2 separate regions of the Gossypium arboreum genome follow, and region 1 is linked to region 2. A link is a contact called in public Hi-C data. All regions are on one chromosome and are shown on one strand. The core of a region is the stretch at or near the end of the contact, and the rest is flanking DNA. Distances in the headings are between cores, read along the strand shown. Region 1 holds the start of LOC108455818. Region 2 holds the start of LOC108457384 (receptor-like protein 4).

Region 1 (5,152 bases), core at 2,342-4,841, 130 kb before region 2:
ACTGTGTTAACGTGTTGGGCTTGCTATCTAGCAATTATTACAAAGTGCGTGGGAAGGATGTTTTCAATGGGACGAGGATGTCTGTGACAGGACATATTCTATCCCTGATTCTAACTCTGATGTAATAAAGCAGTTAAGCCCACTAATGTTTGGTGACCAAACGAGTTCATTTTCCCAATGAAGATCGGGCCATCCGTTGCCTAGATAATCCCATCAGGAGGGTTAGTTCACAAGTGACCTCCCAGCTTATTGATGGCAGACTTACTGTCTATACGTCTCTAGGCTTGCCACATGTCTTGTTGCGGATGAGGTATAAAAATTATATTATTTAAAAATAAAATAATTAATAAAATAAATTTATTTTTAATAATTTCTTTGAATAAAGATATCAAGCCGTAATGTTTACTCAATAAGCAATTTTAAAATTTTAAAATAAAATAATTTTAGTTTTCTAGAACAAAATAATTTTATATTTCCTCAAGTGAATTGGGTATGAATCCAACTGATATATAAGTTAAGGTGTAGATCAACTTTTAAATACATCATTTAAAAATGAAATAAAAATTAAAAGAGGAATTAGGATTAATGAGCAGATCTAATAAGGGTAGGTTTGGATGGGTGGTGCATTTACTTGCGGTTAGTATAAAAACAACAGTGGCGGTAAGATTAAATACTGTAACAATATTGTAGCGTGATACAAAAAGTAAGCTAAACACACCACACTATACCCCACCGCCTATCCAACCCCACTTTAAATATCTTAAAAAATCAATGACCAATAATTTTAATTATATATTTTAGAAAGAAATTATGTCTTATAAATAAAAAATAAGTAAAAGAATTAGAATAATCTTGAATCAACTTGAAAATAAATAGGAGGATAATATTTGTTCTTTTTGAGATAATGCCTAAAACTATATATAGCTCTTCCCCAACTTATAAATAGGAGAATAATGCGCTTCAGCGCACTCAAACCCACATCATTCTGTATTGACAACAATTATAATTTATATATATGTATTAATATTTATAAACTAAAATCTAAAATAAACAAAAAGTTCTTTTAAAAATTAACCAAGCATTTATCTTATTAGGGATTTTTTAAGGGTAGTTATTTGATTTACGTGTGGCAGAAATTTTAATTTTACGAAATTAAAATTTTGACACGTGTTTTATTTTTAAAATTTTTAAATATACATTTATCTAAATAACTATTATTTTAATATATAGCATAAATATGGATAATATTTGATGCATCGTAGTACATGAGTCTTTCATATGACAAAAATTCTAAATCTTAACATTCTAATCCTCAAGAGGAAAGTATAATAATTATAATTAATATTTAAGTTATAAATTTTTTTGTCATCTACTATTTTTTTTTGTCTTTATCAATGACGAGTAGGGAGGAGAAAAATAACAAAGAAATCAAAAATCATTTCGAATCAATGTTTTTTTGTTCACAAGTTAAAATCTACAATTACATTAACCAAACCAAATTTTAATTTATGTAAAAATAAATATTTTATATTTAAATACTATATAAGAAGTATTTTTCAAAAATTTACTATTAAAAATTATTTATTTTATTTATTTTTAAAAAAGTTTTTAAGAAATATTTATGAAATTTTTTAAAACTTTATCAAATAATATATAAAAATTATAAAATAAAATCATATTGTCAAAAATAAAACCTCAAAATTCAAAATTAATATAAAAGAATCGAGAATCAAAATGAATTATTATAAATAAATAAATAAAAAACTCATACACTAACCATACATTTAAAATTATTCCATAATATATGGATGTAATAAAAAGTTGATGACAACAAACTAAATGAAAGACAAAGGAAGTTAAGTTAAACCACCTTCTACCTTTTGTTTTGTTTTGTTTTAACTTGGTTGTCATTTACCCTTTGCCATTATTATTAAGGGTTAAAAGTAATATTTTTGTCTCTGTATTTGATAGTTTTTTTTAATTTGATCCTTGAATATTTCTTGATCCGTATTGGTTTCAAAATTAGGCAATTTGTCCTAATTTGATCCCTGGTCTTGAACTACCTGAATTTTTTTTAAAAAAAAATTTATATAAAAATGTATTAAAAAAATACAAAAAGTTATATATTTTTTAAAATTTTGGTAATGATATGGCACAATTTTAAAATGTCATGTCATTATACCTTAATGAAATTCAAATTTAGGGATCAATTTAAAAAAAACTTTTAAGTTTCAAAACTAATATGACCAAAAAAAAAACAGAAACCAATATGAGAAAAACTACCAAATTTAGGGACTAAATATGATTTTATTCCTAATATTAATGTCTGAAAACTCTAGGCTGAGATCTGACTAACGTGAAACTTAAATGACAAAGAAAGAAAAACAAAAGTAGAGGGTGTGAAGTTAATGATTCTAACAACCCCAAACATTGATTGATTTTTAACTTTTTAACCCCAAAATTACTCTTGATTGTTAAGTTTTAATTAATTTTACCTAAAACAAATTAACCTTTCTCCTAAAAAAAATAAACCGAATACAAATCTATGACAAGAATACAACTATAAAAATACGAAAAGTTTAAAAAGAATTAAGACATAAATGCGACAAGGTTGGAAAAAAAACATTTATCATATTTTCGAGTATGTGTAGTTATGTATTCACCATATTTCAACCATATTCAATTTCATTTTTATTTACAAGTTGATTCAAGCTCATGAATAGCATCAATACCATATCATAAAATTTTACTTTAACACGGTTTATAAATGTAAATGGTTAATTTATAATCCTTTAAGAGTGGGTTTGAATGAGCGATGCAATGCATTTAGTTTATTTTTTATTTCACGTTACAGTATTGTTATAATATCTAATCTCACCGTCATCATTATTTTTACACTAACAGCAAAAGGCATCATCAATCAAAACCCATCCTAAGTCTGTCAATTTTTTTTTAGAAAGTTATTTTATTTATATTTAATTATTATTTTTGTTAAAATTTTAAACCTAAACAATTCAACTTTTTTTTAATAATTACATTATGATATTATATATTTTATTTTCATGTTATACAAGTTATATAAATATATAAAATATTGAAAATCAGGCAGAGTCAAATTAAACTTGACTCTTGAATATAAAATTCAAATTTAATTTATATTTTAAATAAACATTTTAAAATATTAAATAATCTTTAAATTTAAACGAATAATAGAAGAAAAGGCTAATTTTTGGTCCCATGTTGGTGTCATGAAGAGGGTCTATTTAAGTTTTCTCCGGTCAGCAATGGCTGCCATTTACTTGTGAAACTAACAGCCCGGACATCAAAAAACAAGGAAATGAATGAATGGGTATACTTGAAATTTTGAGCAAAACCCATTTAAAGTTCAAAGGCTTCATTTACGGTGGTTTTATGGTGTGTTTTTGAAGTGTGAATTCATTTGTCCAATTCCCCTTGTCATTACTCTAAAATTCACCTATAAAATTACATATACGTATATGTATACAGAGGGGTCACTTTATTTCATTAAGTTAAAAATATTATCGAAATTCCTGCATTAAAAATTAATCAAACAGCAAACAAATCCTAACATTAATGGCTGACCGAGTGATGTAAAAAGACTGACCAACAACATCCCATTTTTATTTTTCACATCTTTTGTTTGAAAGGTTAAACCATTGTTGTTAATGGCTTCACCATGGCGATTTATCAGAGCTATAAATTATTCTCTCTCTCATATGATTTTGCAAAGCCGATGAAAAAAAAAAAGCCCTTCTTTTTGGGACCCATTTCTCCCAATCAATCCTTCCTCGTTTAAGGAATAATAATCTCTCAGATGAGTCAAGCCATGGCAGCCATCATTCACCTTCTTTTCCATTAATCAATTTTCTCACCCATTTTTCCTTTTCATTTTCTTCATTGAGTTTCGAATTATGGCAACTGAGGTAATATTCTTTCTGGGTTTTTTTCTCTCTTTATTTTAATTATTATTATTATTATCATGCATTTGAATTTGAATTTTTTTTCATGTTGTTTTGATCTGGAAATTATGATTCGGTTTCTGGGTTTTTTTTTTTTTTTGTTGCTTCAACTTTAACTTTCTTGCTTAATTTTTTCATTGGTTTTCACTGGTATCACTGATCTGTGATTCCACCGACAGTTTTTTTTAAGGACTGAAATGAAATTAGGAAATGAAATGATGGGGTTTTAGAAAATTTGTGTCGGAATTTGAATGTATTGTCCACTTTGAATATTTGCCATAGCGAGAAAGCTTCTTGCATGTGAGAAGTTCTTAGTTTGAATCAAGGGTGACGCACTTTTGGGTAACCTCGAGGTAGCTGTTGAATCTTGATGCGTATAATCTGTACTAAAAGTTAGATGTATTTTATTTCATTTAGTCGAAAATGAGATAAATTAATTTATATATATTAGATTTAATTTTTTATTAAAAACTTTTTCAATTTTTATTGTTAACAAAATAATCAAAAAGTCTTATATGGCATGCGACCTGTACTTTATACTAACATATAATAATTAGTTTTTAATAATAAAATATAAATAAATTTTTAACAGAATAATCAGTTTACTCTTTAATTTAACATATAACCATTAATTTACTCATTTTTAAATAGAAAAATAAAATACAATACAACTTTTAATACAAAAACTTTTATAATATTTTTGCTCTAAGATGACGTCAAAGATGTCTTAAAATCGAAATTAAGCTGTTGAATTTAACATATAATCTTTGATGGAATTACATCATTGAATTTTTAATATAAATTAGATCGATTTCGTTAAATAATTTTAATTTTCAAAATAAAATAAACATTGTGATTTCGTGTCGAGTATTAACCACTGTTATATGTTTTGACAGAATCATAATGAGGAAAATTCGAATGGTTGGCCACTTGGGCTGCAAATAATGAGCATGAGGCTTCGATTACAAGAAAGACTACAACATCAGGCTTCAGCTCCGCCAGTTCAACCATACTATTTGCACATTCCTTCAAGTAGCTTTTCCTCGCTCTCCTCCTCCAACCTCGATACCGAGGTATTTCTGAGAAACCCTATGTTACTCGAAGTCGGTTAAGCTTTCTTTGGATTTAATCATGTTCAAACATGAGTTCAGTAGAAATATATTACGGAAAAT
Region 2 (4,927 bases), core at 278-2,777:
CACCTCTACCCCATCCTGGTCCAAAATAGTACGCTCTTTCATCAATTTGAAGAATTTCAATAGAAATAATTGCTGGATCTCCATGACCGGTACTGTGGAAGCAAATAGATACTGAGCCATCCAAAAGAAACACAAGGGCTTCAGCAAACACCTGTTCATCATTTTTAGACCAACCTGATTTCAGTGAATGAATTATGGTGCCTTCAACAGATACTTCAAATAGAGGTTCATTATCAATCTCATGCTCGACTAATCCAAAGAAGATCCTCACAGAATAGTGCCCCTTTGGTACTCTATTAATTATGTAACAATTTTCTGGTCCTTCAGACAGAGGGAAATAGCGAAGTGTTTTTAGTGGAGGAGTGATATGACTTGGTGCCGTTGCATTAGCTGGAATTCCCCCGGTATATGCAAAATCTTTATACCAACGTGTATAGGTTGGTGGGGTGCGGATATTTTGACGAGCTCCACAGCTTATACGCATAGCATAAGGTGCTGTGGTAAGAAAACATGACCGAGTTAAAAACAAACCAAACAAGAAGAAATTGTTAAATAAGAAAATGAAAAGCAAATGCTCGTTTATCGACAAGCTCTAAGCTACAAATGAAGCAAAATAAACAATATACATATGATAAGCAACTCCACTTAAAGTTTCCATGCTACTCTTTCGTGTTTTCTTGTTTCACAAGACAAAGTTCCATTGTAGTACACTTTCATTTTACCAACTTAAAATTCCAAAACAACAATAGATACTTCTAGAATCCACAACCAATGAATAGATTCTTCATACCTCTCCCCATTAGGCCTTGGAAGAATTGTTATATTTCTTTTTCTTAATAAACTAATTTGTTGCTTAATTCCTTTATTACTTCCACCCGCATGGCATACAAAGAACCAAAAAAAAGAAAACTTAAAAAATTATCCTTCGATCATTTTCCTACATTTTCTCGCATCCAAACAGGTTCGAAACCGAGCAACTGCCTAGATTCTTTGAACCAGACCTATTGACTTAAATTTTCCATATAAAAAAAATTCATATCCACGACCTCACAACTCATTATCATCAACGCGAAACACAAAGTCACAATTCAAAAATAAGCCAATCTAGCAAATCACTGAAGAAAGAAACGAACCGTACACTGAATTATAGAAAATCAAGAGTCATTTCTAACAAGCTCAATCAAAATGCAACTAATCTAACAATTCAAATATTTAGATACCTAACCGAATCTAGAAGCAACCTCAAAAAATTATCCAAATAAAAAAGTTGAAAAAGAAAGACACAGGAGTAGTGTGGAAGCTAACCAGGCCGTGCTGAAGATGAAGAAATAGATGCAAAAAGGAAAACGAGAAGCCATAAGAGAGTAAATCTTAGCATCTTAGCTTAGCTTAAAGCTTTCGAAAATTCTCCCTCTTTGCTTTGTTTTGCTTTGCTTTTTTCTTTATTTTTCTATTGCCTCATTTTCACATTTCTCTCTTATCTTTTTTCTTTCTTATTTTAAAGCTGATTTAGTGAGTAACTCAGTGAGTGTGAGAGTCTTTGGCCGTTTGCAGTGAAATAACAGTCAAGGAAAATTTTAAGGTAAAAATTTAAAGTTAATCCCTGTACTTTGACAAAATTTGAGATTAAATCCCTATGCATAAAAGGTTAAAATTAATTCTTTTTATTTAATAATCTCAATCTAATTACTTAAATCAGAAGTATTTTTATTAGATTGTTTTTAAAATTAAAAATGAGAGGATTGAATTTTAACATATAATATAGAAACCAAATCTCAAATTCTGTACAAATATAGGGGCAAACAACAAATTTTAACCAAAAATTTAACTTTTTATTTCTGTTTTTCGTCAACTCAACTCATGAACGAGATTAGATGCAAAATTCTATAAAATTTAAATATTTACATTTTTTTGTAAAATTTGAAATTCAAAGCTATTATTTATATTAAATTGGAGAATTAGTATTTGAAATTAAAATCGAATTAGTTATTTATTTATACTAATATAAAAACATTTTTAAAAATGTTATAATTAAAATATTTGAATTTAAATATTATCAAAATTCGTAACATTCAAATTTTATTAAAAATAAATGGAATATCTGTATCGTACTATTAATTGTGATTGATGTTGGTACAAGTGAGCTTTGTTAACTGTGATGGACACTTTTTAATCCGACGGCCGTAAAAGGTCATTAGCATCATGTTCTGTCACATGGGCGGTGGAGATTTATTATTGGGGGCCCACTTTTATGTGACTGGTAAATGACATAAGAGGTAGTTGGCAAAGCATCTTTATGAAAAGATATTTAATGATATAATATAATTAATGCATTATTTTATTTTATTTATATATATTAACTGTTTAAATATCGAATTAAGCTTATGTTTATATATTTATGGCTATTTCACGTAAACAAGAGATGCGATTGTGGAAACAGAAGACAAAAGCCACGTGACCAGGCGGAGGGCGCGATAGTTCACGGGATAACTTTGGGAGGAATTAAAAAATCCACTGAATTTACGTAAATGACCTTTTCTTGGTTTTTTTTCAGTTCTCAATTTTTATATTAATTTTGTGTTTTGATTTTTAAAATTTTATTGAAGGAAAATATCTTTTTTTTCGTGGCTCTTCAATATCATTTGATAATTTTAAAAAAATTATAAATATTTCTAAAAGGAATATTTCATTAGAAAAATAATTTCTTGTACACAATTTTAAGTTATTTTATTATTTTAAATTAAAATTATTTACTTTTACATGATAAATTATAGTAATTATTTCATTTGTATTCTAAAACCATAAAATGCGGATTTTTACATGAATATTATAAATATATTAATTAATTACATAATAATATGGCATTCTAATTATTTACTTAAATAATATGAAATGATAATTAAATTGACTGACAATTTGAGTTTTTCAAAGTAATTTTAAATTATCATTATGATGTGACGGAAGTTTTATTTTGTTAGATTAATGTTTTCATCTGTCATCTCGTATTTTAAATCACCATTAGAATTTAAATGAAAAATTAAAAAATTTAAATTATTGTTCAAAAGATAAAATTTTAATTAATAATTTAAAATTTTAATTATTTTAATAAATAATAGTTATTTTAATATTTTAATAAAAGAATTAAAATTTTAGTTGTTGTTGTTGATGATGCAGTCCTAATACCTTGAGACAGTGGAGAAGTAGTTAAATTGGCTTTTGGCCTTTAGTATAGTGCGGAATCTGAGGGAGTGTTGTGTGCCAAAAGTAAGCGCATGGCAACTTCGCCAAGATTTCGGATCAATTGCCTTTATTTATTTTTTCAAAAAATATTTTTATCATTATCATTTTATTAATATGGATAAATAAATAAATAAATAAATATGGATTTTTAATGACAATTCCACAGTGTCTCAAAGGTATGTTTGTAAAAAGCTGACTTCAATCTGTCGGTTCCATGGGATTTGTTATTTATGAAATGGAATAATGAAAAATTTAGTCTTTAATGTTTATAATTTTTGTTAATTTAATTTTTATTTTATTTTGAATTAAACTTGATTATTAATCTTTTAAAAGAGTTAATTTATTTTTATTTAACATAAAACTGACTAAACCATTAATTTTTTAATGATGTTGGTGTGACAACACGTGTGATAGTTTATGTGCACTTTATGATAATATGGATTTATTTGCTCTTATATGTCACATCACAAATAATTTAAATTTTATAAAAATATTCAAAATAAAAATTCAAAAATTATAAAAGTTCATAAAAATTAAAAAAATTAGTATGAAGTAAATGCGAATTTACACATGAAGCTCTCATGTTTAAAAAGTTAACATTTTTGTTGGTATTTTCAATAAAAAAATTTTAATTCACTTTTTTTTTTCAAATGGTTGATGGTCAAATCTGATTTCTTTTAAAAGGTTGAGACTCAAATTTAATCCCCAAAAGAATAAAGATTAAATTAACAAAAAATGTAACTAAAATCAATATTATACCTTACAAATGTAGTTTGACTAGGATACTAGAATTTGCATTCTTATTGAGTGACACAGATGGTTCTAACTTAGATTTATTTTAACCGATTAACCTTTAATCTTATTATGTGCACATGTCATGTGTAAGTTCTGCTGAGTTTTTTTTTGCCCTTCATTTGCTATGCTTTTATATTGGTCATTGATGGGACATGTATTATGAGTGATATATAAGCTAGAATTTTTTCCAAAGGTTAAAGGTGAATTAGAAATTTTCATAAGAATTAAACTACAATTTTACTATTATATTAGTTTACAATTTTATAAAAGATAATTATTTGATACACATAAACTTTTTAATTTTAGGGTGGAGTTAAAATTTTTTTGTGTCATTATAAGTTATATTTAAAATTAAAATAAATAAATAAATTACACATGTAGTAAAATCTCAACCCGTTTCAAGTTTACAATCGTCGCTATATCAAATAATTTTAGACGAAATTAAAATTTTATCAATTTTAGATTAAAATATAATTTTAATCCATAGTAATATATAAAATTATAGTTTTTTAAAGGAATCCAAAATTCTGTGGCTGCCCCTAATTTGTACTGTAATTATAAACCCTTAAAAGAAAAGAGTAAGATGAAGAATAATTTCCCTCTCAGGTGCATATCTTTCATTTATAAAACAACATATGATGAAAATAAATCTTGGTTGTGTCTCAACATGGCTATAATCATTGCCTTCTTAGGGTGTTCAAATTGTAGGACAATAATAGCTAAGCATGAAATTGTCTAAGGTTCCTCTCATCATCATCATCATTCATTGCCTTCTTTCATTCTATCTTTTTCAAAGTGAATATTCTTTTGGTAATCAAATTGTGGGACAATGACTAAAGAAGATACTCCTCCTCTCATGTCTAATTCACAATGATTATTGAGGTTAGTACCA

Evidence for each region. A called contact is a pair of places that touch in the nucleus more often than the background predicts.
Region 1: a contact with region 2 is called in a Hi-C map of leaf, with 3 times the contacts expected there. The contact joins the promoter of LOC108455818 here to the promoter of LOC108457384 in region 2. A contact is called at or near these places in 3 of 5 Hi-C or Micro-C datasets (all in leaf).

Annotation. Positions count from the first base shown.
Region 1 is chr9:64,428,717-64,433,868 of ASM2569848v2, reverse strand. LOC108455818 reads left to right here and starts at 3,591. Exons shown (of 3, transcript XM_017754368.2): 1 at 3,591-3,944; 2 at 4,877-5,053. The coding sequence starts at 3,933.
Region 2 is chr9:64,292,208-64,297,134 of ASM2569848v2, reverse strand. LOC108457384 (receptor-like protein 4) reads right to left here and starts at 1,527. Exons shown (of 9, transcript XM_017756413.2): 1 at 1,306-1,527; 2 at 1-495. The coding sequence starts at 1,378.